Linked DNA regions of Mus musculus: all the other regions are linked to region 1. Evidence: chromatin contacts called from public HiChIP or PLAC-seq and promoter capture Hi-C data. All regions are on one chromosome and are shown on one strand. The core of a region is the stretch at or near the end of the contact, and the rest is flanking DNA. Distances in the headings are between cores, read along the strand shown. Region 1 holds the start of 2300009A05Rik (RIKEN cDNA 2300009A05 gene). Region 2 holds the start of Rplp1 (ribosomal protein, large, P1). Region 3 holds the start of Kif23 (kinesin family member 23). Region 4 holds the start of Glce (glucuronyl C5-epimerase). Region 5 holds the start of Anp32a (acidic (leucine-rich) nuclear phosphoprotein 32 family, member A).

Region 1 (2,857 bases), core at 268-2,767:
CACTTTACCTATGAAACTACTATTAAAAAATTAATTTTATAAATGTTTAGAAATAAACACATTGTGTTTATAATTTTCTTTATATGTTAGAATTCTGTGACAGATTTTGTCTGAAAAAGGGCTCCATTGCTTTTAAAACTTTACTTTGAAAATGACAGTTCTGCTGCAGCTCCCTACCTCCCTTCAATAGTCCTCCTAGCTATTCTGCATATCAAATATATCATGACTTCACCTAATCTTTCTTTAAAAATCGATATCTAATAGAGAATCTTATAAAGTTCAAACTATTTGCATGACTGCAAAACCCCCCTAAATATTTAACATATTTGTGGAATGAACTCAATGTTGACTAACCCAAAACTGGTGACTATAAAAACAAAAATGTTGCTGGAGAGATGGCTCAGTGGTTAAGAGCATTGGCTGCCCTTCCAGAGGACCTGAGTTCAATTCCCAGCTACCACATGGTGACTCACAACCATCTGTAATGGGATCTGATTTCCTCTTCTGGTGTGCATGAAAATGGAGCACTTGTATACACAAAATAAACAAATCTTCTTTAAACATCACACTATTCTACATCCTTCTTGAATTTTCAGCAAATAATTGTTATATAGTTCCAACACAGAGAATTACTTCATTTGCATATGGTACTTTCCAGAAACCTCATCCTATTTACTCATTCTCCCCACAAAAATTGAGGACATATAAGAGTAATGATACTTTAGACATGAGGTTGTATGCTAGCAGAAAGTCTGAGAAATGCTTCCCTTACACTTTCATGGGTAACTGAGATTGTTAAAGGTTGGTGACTGCCAATTCCGGTCCTAGTATTTACTGTGTTCTCAGGAGGGAAGTTTTTCTGAGCTTTAGGGCACTAAATGAGAAAACATAGGACTGCTTTTCGGGTTTTGGGGGTGGTGGTGCGGGGACAGGGAGGCAGTTGAGACTTGCTCTTCTATGTAGCCCAGGCTGGCCTCCACCTCCCCATCCTCACATCTCAGCCTTTTCAGGGCTGTGATTCCAGGCAAGCGCCACATCTGGCTTGGGACCCTATCTTGCACTATCTAGGTAGGATTCAGTCTGGACAGTGAACACGACTGTGAGGACATCTGCACATACGTGCAGTCTGAGGTCACCAAGCGTCCAGCCCGGGCAAAGGCCAGGCCTTGGTGTCAGCTCACTTTCCTGTGCACACCTCAAGCACCTCAGCATCCCTGAGGATTTCCCTGGAGCCCAGCGCCTGACAGCCAGACCGGGTTTGTCGCTGTGGAGGATTGTTTTAACATTGTCTCCCTGCTCCGAGGTTACCTGAGGCCAGAGGTGACAATTTTCCTGATCTGCGCAGTCGCTCCGCCCTCCCGTCCCGTCCTGTGCGCACGCGCCGCACCTCAAGGCGCTCTCACCCGCGCGCTGCCCGCTGGGTGTCCCCCGCCCTGGCCTAGGGTGGTGAGGGGAACACGCATGCGCACACTCGCCTGACCCCGCCCCCAGAGGCCCGGCCCCAGGGGCCCAGGGCCGGCTCCCCGGCGTGCCCCGGCCATGGAGGCCCTGCGGAGGGCCCACGAGGCTACGCTGCGGCTGCTGCTGTGCCGGCCCTGGGCCTCGGGCGCCGCCTCCCGCCCGAAGCCCCGCGCCTCGGAGGTGCTGACGCAGCACCTGCTGCAGCGGCGGCTGCCGCACTGGACTTCCTTCTGCGTGCCCTACAGTGCGGTCCACAACGACCAGTTCGGCCTGTCGCACTTCAATTGGCCGGTGCTGGGCGCCAACTACCACGTCCTGCGCACCGGCTGCTTCCCCTTCATCAAGTACCACTGCTCCAAGGCGCCCTGGCAGGACCTGGCCCCGCAGGACCGCTTCTTCACCGCGCTCAAGGTCATCAACCTGGGTGAGTGGCGGCGCCCTCGTCTGACCCAGGCACTCCTCCATCCCAGGGCGGCCGCTGGCCCACAAGCACGCTGCTCGCTCTCCAGGGCCGGCCCTTCGCATCCCCGGTGGGCTGCTTGCAGCACCCCTGAGGTCGTGCCCTGCCACTGTCCACCCGGGAGAACCCTGCCCAGGGCAGCGAGGAGTGAGTCCCGACAGTGGCTCCGAAGTTGCTTAGCAAGAGTCATTCCCGCGCTCATCACCAAGAGCCTTTGGAGGACAAAAAACTGGACGGACTTTTAAAGTTTCTTTGTCTTTCTGTGAAATCTCAGCAATTGTGTTTTGCTAAAAGCAGTAGGTTCTCTCCAGACATCATATTTTCTCAGGTGCTAGACTTAAAAGATGCTGTCTTTTAAGATCCTTTAGTATCTATATTCCTGAAGATAATCTAATTCTGACGGTCCTCCTGCTAGATGTGTGTGTTCTGTGGTCTAATGGCAGAAGAGTCAATATCACGGATTGTAGATGTGACAGCATTTTATAGATTAGGGAAAAATTCAAGTCCTCAAGATGTTTCGGACCTATTAATAGCTGCTAAAAAAAATATTAACTTAGATGTCAGTCACTCAAACTCTATACAAGGAAGCAGAACCAGTATAATCCAAATAGTTTTTTTTTAAATATTGCTGTCTAGGGATTTATTAACTTTTTTATTAGATTATTTTCTTTATTTACATTTCAAATGTTATCCCCTTTCCTAGTTTCCCCTCCGAAAATCCCCTATCCCCTTCACCCTCCCCCTCCAAATAGTTTTTTTTTTTTTTTCAATCCAAAATTAACACTAAACTCTGTGTAGCCGTACTAGTGTTACATATAGTCTGGTAGTTCATTCAATTTAATAAAGCATGGGCATTTCTGCTTATAATAACTCAAATAGCACTTACGGGATTTTTGAGCCATTGTCCCCCTGGAAAATCCAGGAAGGAGATTATAC
Region 2 (2,857 bases), core at 162-2,661, 1.5 Mb after region 1:
AAAAAAAAAAAAAAAAGAGCATGTCTCAAAGTAAGCTTAAGGGGGTCTGAGATGTAGCTGAGTGGCTGGAGTGCTTAGTGTGTACCCGCCCTGGAGTTAATCCCTAGCCCAGCATGACCTGGATACTTAAAATCAATCCCAGGCAGGGGAGGAAGATCCAACATTCCAGGTAATCTTCAACCACATAGCAAGTTCAAGGCCAGCTGAGGTACATGACACCCTGTCAGGGTGTGTGTGTGTGTGTGTGTTTAGACTGAAGGCCATGTCAAATTCCACTGAGATCATGAACAGAATTTTGATTGGAACTATATTACTTGGAGAAAATTCTCCGTTTTAGGCTCTTATCTGTGAAAACTATATTGCTCTACTTAGGTTCCTTTTGCTGTTTCATAGCTTCTTTGTGGTCCTGAGATTAGAATTTTATTAACTTTAAAGAAACCACTTAATCTAGTATGCACTACATTCTAGTTGCAAGTTTCTAGCACCAAGGTCACCTCTACACAAGCTGACCACACACGAGCTGTACCCTAACCTGAGGGGTGTTTTTATTTAATTGTGTATATGAGCACTTGGGGTTTCTATTGCTGTGACAAAGTACCATGCACTAAAAGAGAGGCAAAGGAAAACGTTTGTTTATTGATACTTGCTTTTGATGTCTGCGCATCAAAGTTACTCTCCTGGTTTTCTAGGGGTTCTATATAATTAGTTGCCGAATTTTATCACGTGGTCTCCTACTTCTGTGGGTTTTTTCCTCACCATACCTCGCGTGACACTTTAAAGAGTGTTTACTTTTATGTGTACTTGAGCGTGTCTGCTGACCTCTGTCAGGATCAGAGCCCCTGTTACTGGATTTCCTGGCACTTTTCGGGGTGCGGGAGCCAAACCTGAGAGCTGCAAGATGGCTTAACTTCCGCCCCTCTGTGCTTTTTCAATGTAATGAATTAAACATTAACCACGATATATTGCATTTGATATGCAACTCCGGGTCCCGGGTGGTATTTATCAACCTCATCACAGACACAGTTACTACGGCGCGCACGCCCGGGGTGAGGGTGGGTTGGGAAGTCCACCACGTGATCCGCAAGGCTTGAGGCGGAGAGCGACTTTTCAGTGTACCCAAGCCGTGGGAACGCGCCTGTCAGTTTAAGCAGTACGTCTCCCCCGATAGCTCTCTCCCTTTAGCCTGTTAATCTCTACTGTTGAGCACTTGTAATATTCGCAAGCCCCAAAGGCCAATCGCACCGGAAGTCGAACGCGCAAATCCGGAACTGCGTTCTGCAGACGCGCCTCCTCTCGGTTTTGGCCCTGCCCCTTCCGTCTCGAGTCGGGCATCGATTGGTCGGCGCGGTCCCATAAGAAGCTGCGCGCAGGCGTATATGATCTTTTCCTCAGCTGCCGCCAAGGTGCTCGGTCCTTCCGAGGAAGCTAAGGCCGCGTTGGGGTGAGGCCCTCACTTCATCCGGCGACTAGCACCGTGCCGGCAGTCTACAGCATGGCTTCCGTCTCCGAGCTCGCTTGCATCTACTCCGCCCTCATCCTGCACGACGACGAGGTGACGGTCACGGTAAGTGCGGGATAACCCCGGGCCGGCCACGTGTTTGTGCGGCGGACACCCGGCTCCGCCCGGACTTCGCATTCTCAGGCATTCGGTGACTTGGAGGCCTGTGAGGCGTATGCGCTCTGTCCTCCCCGCGCGGCCCAACCCGAGACAGGTGAATGGCGGTCCCGAGCGCGCATGTTAGGCCTACTGTTTAGAGTGGGCTGTTTTTATCTAAGTTTTAGGCCTCGAACTCAGGTCGTCAGGCCTGCGGGACAATCCCACAGCCCGCTGAGCCTTCAAACCTGGCCTTGTCTTTTTTAAGGTTGACTTTAGCCCAAGTACGAAACTTAACTCTGTATAAGTGACTGAGTTTTAGCCGCATTCTGATCGTTCTGACGGGTTGGCGTTTGTGTTCCAGGAGGATAAGATCAATGCCCTCATTAAAGCAGCTGGTGTCAGCGTCGAACCTTTCTGGCCTGGCTTGTTTGCCAAGGTAAGTTTTGGGGTTACACTTGGTAATGTACGATTTCCACCACCAGCCTTGATTTTTGTATCTTAGTTTGTACTTATTGATGTGGCTTTTATGTCAGGCCTTCACGGTCCATGGCTTGAGAATGAGTTTTGTTGCCTCTTAAGTTTGGGCATTTGAAGCAGTGAGATTCATGCAAAGTGGATAGCTACATTCTATTTATACAAACAGCTTTATTTCTGGCAAGTGGGGTCAATCAACTGGTGGCAGTTGTATATTGATTCCCTGTAGTCCTGAACATTGCTTTGGTCTCATGGGTGAAAAGAGCTTAATTGAATCATTAAATCTTGCAGCACAAAACTAAAAGCCTTTTCTATGTCTCTGTTGTAGGCTCTGGCCAATGTCAACATTGGGAGCCTCATCTGCAATGTAGGGGCTGGTGGGCCCGCTCCAGCAGCTGGAGCTGCGCCTGCTGGTGGTGCTGCTCCATCCACTGCCGCCGCCCCAGCTGAGGAGAAGAAAGTGGAGGCAAAGAAGGAAGAGTCCGAGGAGTCTGAAGATGACATGGGCTTCGGTCTTTTTGACTAAACTGCTTTTGTTAAGTTGGCTAATAAAGAGCTGAACCTGTAGGTGGACTGGTCTCACTTGTAAGCCACAAAGCTCTTGGAGTTTCAGAGATGGTAGCAGGTCCCAAAAAAATGTCAGGGAAGGAGGGTCTTGACCAAAGCCACCATGAGTTATATAAATAAGACCTGGGTCAAAAGAACTAGACGATCTGGGTAGAGAATGGGTGGGTCTGTCTCCAGGAAGCCCCTTCAAGCAACTGTTCAGAGAGCCTGTTTAGTGCC
Region 3 (2,857 bases), core at 162-2,661, 1.5 Mb after region 1:
CGTGCAACAGTGCCATCTAGCGAGGCTGAAGAGGATACGCTGGGAGAGGACTCCGTAAACAGGGGCCGGGCACCGCGTGGGGTGATGCTGAAATCAACGGTGCAGTGAGGGGCGGCAGGGGCTCTGGGATCCAGAGAAGGTGAGGCATTCTCCGAGGAAAGGAAGGCTGAGAGACAGCAGAGAGACTCGAGTGTGGGGGCAGAAACGTTCCACGCATGAGCGTTGGGCTTGGGACAGGTGAGAGGTGACGCAACTGAACAGGAAGACTAGCCTCAGGGCCCCACTGAGGGTCTCAAGCAAAGGGCGATGACCCACCCTAGGGCTCTCCCAGACCTGTGACTTATAGGTGAGAGTGCAGTCAAATGGATCGGTTTTGGAAAGTGATGGTGGCAAAGCCTGGTAGCTTTCTATCTGCTTCTGGAAATTTATCCATGGATGCATTTTCAGGTTTATTCATCGAAGCAGTTTGCAACAGTAAATATTGGAAAGACTAATGTCCAGTAATATGGACATTAACTATGGATATTAAACTGGCTATCCTTATCAGTGCTGGCCCTAAAGGAAGTTCTAAGTGGAGCTTGAGTCACAGAACGCAGGTGTGGCTACATCCCTGGGGAATCGTCAGCATGGGGGCTGGGATTAAATGAGAAAGAATCAACTTGTAGAAGGCAAAGGGTAAACGGTGGTTGCACAAGGGCAGTGGGTAGATTTTATGCATCTCTGTATATCCAGGAAACATCAAAATCAAGAATTTGAAGGTTAAGGATGTGTGGCTTAGTGGTATCACCTTTGCCTAACATTGTGAGGCTCTAGGTTTGATCACTAGCACCATGAAACACACACACACACACACACACACACACACACACACACACACACAGAGAGAGAGAGAGAGAGAGAGAGAGAGAGAGAGAGAGAACTGGAGAATCCAGAGAAAGGAACTTACAACAGGTTGTCTGCCAAGTTGGTATAGTCTTCAAGATCATTCTGGGGTCCTCACTGTAAGTGTGAGGCCAGCCTGGGATACAAGATACTCTCGTCTCAAAATAAATATCAAAAGTAAGATAAAATGTAAACGTAGAACTAAAAGTAAAGGTAAAAATAAAATATAAATACAATAAAATGAATAAGATGATGTGGTAGCCAGCGGCCAGCCTGAAATTAGAACATGCCCGACCAAGGCTTTACTTCCTTAGAGGTTCTCAGGACAAAGACTGGGAGATCTCAGCTTCTGCGTCAGAACGGAAGGGCGGAAGGGCCGGGATTTCCCCTCTCAGGTTTTTCTCCAGCGCTGCCCTCCTCAGCCTCCGGCTGGCGCCCTTGGGTTGCCAAGGAGACGAGCGCCCCTGCTGGCCGTGCCAGCGCTCCCCGAGGCCCCGCCCCTTCGCCGCAGGCGGCCGCTGATTGGCCTGTTTGAAATGCGCCGGGCGGGCGCACACTTGGGCTTGCAGCGTCGCCGCCGGGCTCTCCTCAGATTGAGTCCTGGTCCCCGCGGCCGTGGTTTGCTCGGCTTAGTTCCCGCCAGCCTTGCTCCTGTCGGAGCCCGACGTCCCGCGCGCGCGTCAGGATAGCACGGAGCCTGCGGTCATGAAGTCAGCGTGAGTACTGGTGGGAGGACTGCGTGGGGGTCGCCGCCCTCCTCACGCTGAGACTGGGGACTGCCCGGGAGCTGAGTCCGTAGTACAGTGTAGGCCGAAGCTCCGCACTGCAGAGTTCTGGTGGCTGGCGACCCTGGTGTGCCGGCGCCCTCCCAGTCCTCTGAGCCCGCGAAGGCTGCCTCCGAATCCGGGGCTGTCTGCCACCACCTCCTCGGGTTGCCATCCTTTGGGCTGCCCATCCCTCCCCAGCTTCCTTCCTCCCCGCCCGCTGCGCAGGTGGCAGGTCTGGGGACCCCGGGCGGCGCGCAGCCGGGGTGCGCGCTGGCACTTTGGGGGAGTTGAGCCTCCACAGCTCCGTCGGCATCCCTTCCCTAGTTCTAGCCTTGAGGTCAGGGTCCTTCTGCAGCTCCGCCACCTTGCGCTATCTTTGTCCCCAGGCCATCCCACACGCCTACTCTATCTCCCACGCCCACATTCCTCAGTATTCCTAGACTCTTCAGGAGAGCCACATCCTGGTTACACTTTTACTGCGAAGGAGGGCTGGCTTTAGAAATCGTTACTTTCACACGCACACACACGAAAAAAAAAAAAAACGGAACTTTTTAAAATGAGGAAACGTCAGTCTTTATATTTACTTAAGGATACCTACCCTAGTATATCGCTGGACTCTGGTTTGCTTCTAGTTTACGTGTGACTCTATTGAGAAAAGTACTTTAATAATCTACAGTCTAAACGAGTCTTTTGGTTTAATTTGTGTTAAATATTCTTGTAGCCTATAAACGAGAAAGGAAAAAAAAGTTAAATGATAGAGAATGTTGAAATAAAATAATTTTTTATATTGTTTACTTAAAATAGCAAGACATTTCAGCATTGTGAATAATCTAATCTTCCTACATAGCATGAGCAAATCTCTGAATTTGCACTCCAACACTTAAAAAAAATACAAACAAAAGTTCCACTGAGTACTAATGGTATCAAAAGTGTATTTTCCCAATTGAAATTTTAATGAGTTAAATTACATATACCACATTTCTCGAGTACAGTTTATTGTTTATATACATGTTATTTGCTGTGCGGTATTTGAGATTGCTGGGAAATGATTTTTTTAAGCCTTAGGAAGTTCATTGTTAGAATTTGTGATGTCTTCTATGTTAGTGTTGAATTTATGGCTTTTTTTTCTCTTTTTAACCAGGAAGGCTAAGACGGTCAGAAAACCTGTAATAAAAAAAGGATCTCAGACAAACCTTAAAGATCCAGTG
Region 4 (2,857 bases), core at 226-2,725, 1.3 Mb after region 1:
AAGGAAGACATCCTGAGCGTTGTCAATGAACCTCCGAGAAGCCATTGGGGAAAAAGTCCCACCAAAGAGACCATTTGTCTAGTAGGAGAGAGGTCTTTTGAAACTGTTGGGAGAGCAGCAGATTGTGTGGGCAAACGCAGTATTGTAGCAGGGAAATAAGGGATGAGAAGGTGGGGACCACAATACACTTTAATTTTCTCAAGACGTGGGATTCTCAGGACAGGGCAGCTCGAGTGGATAGAACCGGCAGGGTAGTTGTGTTCTGTTCAAATAACAGGGGATAATGAGTGTGTTCTGGGGATAAAGGGGCTAAAAAATTGATAATGGGGGTGGGGGTGGGGGTGGGGGAGCTGACTGAGTCTGGGCCTGGCTGAGGTCCAGTGCACAAGGGCAGGAGTTAACCTTGAGAAAGAGTAAGGCTACTTTTTGTGTTGGGCAAGGGAGACTAGGGGAAGATGAAGGAAAGCTACAGGGCAGGCATAATAATGAGTGAAGGGACTTAAATGTGAGGGGGGAATGGGAAAGGCTAGGAAAGCCCAGTTTCTGAAGCCAGTACAGATAAGCACCACAGTTTCCATTCCTTCCTTTTAGATTTATTGAATGCTCTATACCCTACCTGTGCTAAACATTACTGGGCCCTATGGTCTGTAAAGATACAAGTTCTCGGGTTTGTTAGGTTAGCACTCGTTTGAGATTTCGTTCTTCATCTTTGTGGAAGACTTTAAGTAGAACGCACAAATGAATTAGAAAGGTCCTTTGTTGGACCAGATAAACTGGGTTGGAGCTTAAAGCACCCGTGACGATATCATCGCCGTTTGAAATAAAAACGGAAGAGAGTCCGAAATGGGAGAAAGCTACACTAAAGGAGGAGACCGAAGTGAGTAAAGTGAGGCTGTAAGTCTTCAGGCTGGCAGATGGGACCTCCCTGTTCACTTCAGAGAGCAGTGAAAACGCACGGACAGCTCTTCGGTTTAAGCACTATTTAGTTCAGCTTCTCCGCTAAGTGTCTCTACGGCGGCCGAAGAGGACCAAACTTTGCCCAAACCACGTCATCTAAAGTACCTCTGCAACTGCCCAGGTAGCAAACTGACATCGGGTCAGCAACACCTTCGCCCGCAATTTATTGATGATAGGCGGGGAGAATTAGCTCTACTCTTTTGCAATTGGTCACAGGAGAATGCGAGTCCCGCCTTCTGCGCTGCCACCGTTGATTGGTTTTTTGGAACTGTCATTCGAGGACTCTCCGCCCCCTCATCATAGCTCCTCCCCTTAATATGGCCCCTCCTCTTGGTGACCCCGCCTTCTACACCGAATCTAACAGGCTGACGGAGCTGCCATTCGAAGAGCCTCCGTCCCGCCCTCTCCTCCCCGGCATGGCCTCGCCCCTTACCGTGGCTGGGATCTCGCGGGAAGAGCCGCGGGCACGGCGGCGGCTCGGCTCCCCAGTAGCGCGCCGAGCGGGCGGGCTCTCCTCACACGAGCGCTTCCTCGCCGAGAGGCTGGAGCTGCGGCAGCGCAGGCCTGGGCCGCCGTGTCTCTGCCGCTCGCTTCAGTTTTCCTCAGGGCTCTGGGGGCCGCTCGTCCGCCGACGCGCCTCAGGTGAGGGAGCTCGTCGTGTCGTGGCTGAGGGGCGGCCGTGGCAAGTGGGCTCGCGACGGGGGCGGCTCCCGGGGATGCGCGGCGTTCCGAGTGCGGGGATCTTGGGTGACGCGGCGGGGGCTGGGGTCTCGGGGCTTCTTTGGCTTTGGAGTGGGGGTGGGTGGCTGCCCAGGCGGTCCCGGGTCTCTAGGGTCGCGGGAGCGCGTCCTGTGTCCTGCCTGAGAGCCCGGGTGCTGGCATAGCGCGGTTCTGGGACTTGGAGACCATTTCTGGCGATCCCGTGCAGTTGAGGGGCTTGGGATACAGTTTAGCCTTGTCCGGAGGGCACGGGGAGACCTATGAGCGGAGAGGGGTCCGCTTGGCATTCCTGGGGTAAAGCAGGAGGATGTCAGGGTTCCAGAGACTTGGGTTTGTTTAAGGTCGCCATGGGGTGATAAGACGATGCCCGTGTCCCTCCCGGGAAGGAACGGACTGGGTGGGTGTGGGTGGGGGCGGGAAGCGTGCATGGGGAGACCAACATTTGTATTGGGGTTTCTGCTTCGCCCAGAGGGGGGCGGTAACTGTGCGTGATGGTCCCCATTCTTTTTCGGGGCGACAAGGAGGGTGATTTTGCCGTGTGGGCGCGGCTCAGCGGTCTCTGGGTCTCCAGGGGTGCCAGACCCGGTTTCAGGAGCCACCCCATGGCACTGCTTGTGGCTTTCGGTATCTGACGGTCTCGATCTGGTCTCTCTCTCTTTCTCGATGAGATTTAACTCAGTGCTTCTTCGTTGGACGCTTGATCGGGGCAGTTGCCTAGTTGGAGACACAGTGGGCTTGTTCTGCAGTTTTCTTTTCTTTGCCCCAGGATACCTTTGGGGACGCGCTGGTGTCGCCGGAGCTCTGATCTCCGGAGGAGAGGAGAGGAGCGATACCAGACTTGAGCATGTTGTCTGGAATACCTGACTGTTGAGTGAGGGTTTAGATCTGAGGGTAGGGCGGCTGTGCGATTTGGGCTTTCTGTTTTAGGTAGTGTTTGATGGTCTTGCATGGTTAAATCTGTCCTGAATTTGCCTGGGTGTTAGGTAGTGCCAAGAAGCATCCTTTCTAAAGGTTTTGTGGAAGAGGGGTAATTAAAAACAAAAGTGTAGCATATTATGTATGTATGTCTCAAGTCCAGATTTCTACAAAAGCGTCATTGGCAACCTGTTAATGATGCCCTATTGAGCTTCTTTAGAGAATTCTGGTACATCAGTTTTTACCGTGGTTTGAATCTTACAGA
Region 5 (2,857 bases), core at 92-2,591, 1.1 Mb after region 1:
TAAAGTTTCTCGTGCCCATTTATTAACCAAGCGCCGAATGGCTGCCAGGGAGCCCACCCCAGGAGAAGCAAGGACCGGGAAGGTGGGGTGTCTGCTGCCGATGAGGCGTCAGGGTGCCAAGGCTGGCATCTGGGGAGGGAGCCGGGGGCCAGAACGGGACGCAGCCTCCGGGCAACTTACATTAGCGACGCTCGTGGTTGGGGAGGCGCGAGGATTATCTGAGCATTTGCACACTTCACAATCCCTCCCCCTTAACCTAAGGTACCCCCCCTCCCTTTCCGCGAGGAAGAAGGGAGAAAAGACAGCATCTGGCCCAAAGGTGGGGTGGAAAGAGTGAGAGAGAAAGGAGAAGGAAGGCAGACAGAGAAAGGGAGGGAGGGAGAGAAAGGGCGCGTTCACGAACACGACAAAGTTACAAATATGGCTCCCCACCTCTCGCCTCATCCCCGCAGAGAAACGAAGACGCGCTTTAAACTCGAGCCATCTCCCAACTCCGCAGCAGTCGGGTCCCCACGCGCTCTCCCCGGGGTCCTCGGGCTACATTGATCAGAAACTATACCGGACTCGCGAAGCCCAAAACTTATTGTGTGCGAGCGAGCGAAAGAGACTGCAAAGGGAGGGGGCAGGCGCGGGAGGGGGCGGAAAGGGGGTTACGCTTCTAAAATATAACAACCCCTTTTTGTTGTTTAATCCAGGAGGCAGCCCATCTTCTCCTCCCCTCGATCATCTTTTCCATCCAGATGCAAGTCGTGGGAGCTGAGAGCTCGGACGAGGGTGAAATTGCCGCCTTCCCTCCGACCCGAACGCGTGCGCCCCGCCGGCCCCCCGCTGGGTGCACACTCGCACGCACACCCTCGCACCCATACCCGCACACGCGGGAGCACACGCACAGGTAGTCAGTCACACACCAAGGGCAGCAGCGACGGCGGACGAAACATGCTCCGGTGGCATTGCAACCCCCCCCACCCCCGCCATCCAACCTTGCAATTCATTTGCAGTCAGACCCCAAACCCCACACCTTCCCCGGAGCCCCCCTCCATAAAAAAGTGCCTTCCCCCCAAAACACACACGCACACATAACACAAAGTAGGAGAATGGACCGACAGAGATATTTTTGGCAAATGCTCACATCAGAGGGCGTCCTGTTCCGCAGCTCTAAATAAATCCGTTTGTCCATCTCCATCTCTCGCGCTCTCTCTTTCTGCAGAGGATCCTGCGCCAGCGGAATTCAATCAATAAACCCCGAACCCACGGCCGCGCGTTTTAGGACTTTGAAGGCTCAACCAGCTCCGCTCGGTTCTCGAGCCCCCAGCACCCGCGGCGCACACTAACCTGATCGCCGTAGAGGCGGGACCTGCGGCTCCTTGCGTGGAGCGGCGGCAACAAGAGCCAATCAAATGGCGAGGCTTCGGACGCCAGCCAATAGTGGTGGTGGCGGCGGGGGGCAGGGTCCAATGGGCATCCTGCGCAGCGGGCCAGGGAGGCTCAGCCATTTGGCTGTGGTGCCGGAGACGGACCCCTTTAGATACCGGGGCCGCCGAAGAGGAGCGCGGCTGCACCTTGGTGGTTGCGCGCTGGGGGCGGGAGGGAAGGCAGGGCAGGTGCGTGGACCTGAAGGTTCGTGGCCGGGGGCGGGGCCGCAGGTGCGTGGACACGGGAGGGGCGGGGTCCTTGCGGGGGCATCCTCTGGGTGCTGGGCGGGCGGACGAGGCCTGGGGCGCGCGGGCACAAGGCAGGCCCAAGGAGGGCGCGCATTTTTGGAGCGCACGAAGGACAAATCCCACCACACACACACACACCCCGGGATGCCCACTTGGCACAACCCCTCCGACCGGTCTGCTCCCATCTCCGCAATTAAATAATCAAGTCTTAAGTGCATGACGCTCCCACATCCAAAGGAGCGAGGGCGCGATCTCGACCCCAGAGGCTTGGCAATCTGATGCCCTGTCTTAAAAGAAGCAATTCCCCGAGAGTCATCGGGGGGATCTTGTATAGGGCAATTAATGAATGGAAAGGCCGCAGATGGAGAACTGTATAAAATATTAAAAAGTGGAAAAGGAAGGTGCTGGGAACTGCCGATTCTCAGAGCCGAACATAATTGACGGGCTTTATAGGATTTTTTGAGAGAGAGCGTTGCACGTTTCATTCTAATCGTTTGGTTGGATCTGCATTGCCAAAGAGTCGCTAACTGGGGGCACTTACGCCAGGTCTTACAGTTGCTTTGGGTTTTGTTTTTGTTCGACCACGTTACGTTTTTTAAGAAACCTTTACAGCCCTGGTTCCCATTGGGTTACCAGCTTCCTATGGGCAGCCCTCGGACCTCATGGTACTATGTGGATGTCCGGCTGTGAACAAATTACGGGATACATGTTTAATTTTATTCACACAACTTTATCATAGTGTCTTTTCCTATGTGTCTTCATCTACACGCTTCTGCAAACACCCCCAAAGTAATTCTTTTTTTGAGACATTAGAACTAAGTATTTTATTTAGTTAGTTCTTTTAGATCAAACAAATGGATTTGAAAGCTGATAAATGTTTATTCTAAGTAGCTGGAAGTACAAAATAAAACCATTTCGTCTGGGTAAATATGTAATTTCTTTACGTTGTTCATTTGACATTTCTTATCCTTAGATTTTTGTTAATTTTTACAAAGGCTGTATATCTGGAATGTTTCAATTGTATTGTTTCCTTTTAAAAACACAAAGAACTCCAAATTATCTCTTTGCCAATGTATCAGCTCATGTTTCTGGATAAGGTTTTTAAAGCAATAATAGTTTTTCATTACAAATATTTTAAGAAGGTGTAGTGTACAAAATCTGTTATAGCAGAAGTCTTGAAGTTCTTGTTCTTTTGG

Evidence for each region. Promoter capture Hi-C pulls out the DNA fragments that hold promoters and counts their contacts. HiChIP or PLAC-seq counts read pairs in DNA pulled down with a chosen protein or histone mark.
Region 2: a contact with region 1 is called in a promoter capture Hi-C map of erythroid cells, with 24 times the contacts expected there. The contact joins the promoter of Rplp1 here to the promoter of 2300009A05Rik in region 1.
Region 3: a contact with region 1 is called in a promoter capture Hi-C map of erythroid cells, with 33 times the contacts expected there. The contact joins the promoter of Kif23 here to the promoter of 2300009A05Rik in region 1.
Region 4: a contact with region 1 is called in a promoter capture Hi-C map of erythroid cells, with 17 times the contacts expected there. The contact joins the promoter of Glce here to the promoter of 2300009A05Rik in region 1. A contact is called at or near these places in 2 of 39 promoter capture datasets (erythroid cells and liver) and 1 of 484 Hi-C or Micro-C datasets (B cells).
Region 5: a contact with region 1 is called in an HNF4G HiChIP or PLAC-seq map of pancreatic cancer cells. The contact joins the promoter of Anp32a here to the promoter of 2300009A05Rik in region 1. A contact is called at or near these places in 2 of 39 promoter capture datasets (erythroid cells and pre-B cells), 1 of 115 datasets of contacts at active chromatin or transcription factors (pancreatic cancer cells) and 1 of 9 other capture datasets (liver).

Annotation. Positions count from the first base shown.
Region 1 is chr9:63,397,904-63,400,760 of GRCm38.p6, reverse strand. It overlaps 2300009A05Rik (RIKEN cDNA 2300009A05 gene), which reads left to right and starts at 1,517. Exons shown (of 2, transcript NM_027090.1): 1 at 1,517-1,885. The coding sequence starts at 1,540. Gm16759 (a long non-coding RNA gene) reads right to left here and starts at 1,444. Exons shown (of 5, transcript XR_003948339.1): 1 at 1,309-1,444.
Region 2 is chr9:61,913,064-61,915,920 of GRCm38.p6, reverse strand. It overlaps Rplp1 (ribosomal protein, large, P1), which reads left to right and starts at 1,411. Exons shown (of 3, transcript NM_018853.3): 1 at 1,411-1,564; 2 at 1,959-2,033; 3 at 2,400-2,638. The coding sequence starts at 1,493. The coding sequence ends at 2,597.
Region 3 is chr9:61,945,353-61,948,209 of GRCm38.p6, reverse strand. Kif23 (kinesin family member 23) reads left to right here and starts at 1,411. Exons shown (of 23, transcript NM_024245.4): 1 at 1,411-1,598; 2 at 2,791-2,857. The coding sequence starts at 1,588.
Region 4 is chr9:62,121,227-62,124,083 of GRCm38.p6, reverse strand. Glce (glucuronyl C5-epimerase) reads left to right here and starts at 1,475. Exons shown (of 5, transcript NM_033320.5): 1 at 1,475-1,599. It overlaps Mir5133 (microRNA 5133), which reads left to right and starts at 1,490; the gene lies at 1,490-1,566.
Region 5 is chr9:62,339,827-62,342,683 of GRCm38.p6, reverse strand. It overlaps Anp32a (acidic (leucine-rich) nuclear phosphoprotein 32 family, member A), which reads right to left and starts at 1,341. Exons shown (of 7, transcript NM_009672.3): 1 at 1,130-1,341. The coding sequence starts at 1,183. Gm20346 (predicted gene, 20346) reads left to right here. Exons shown (of 2, transcript NM_001378702.1): 2 at 696-1,182. The coding sequence ends at 760.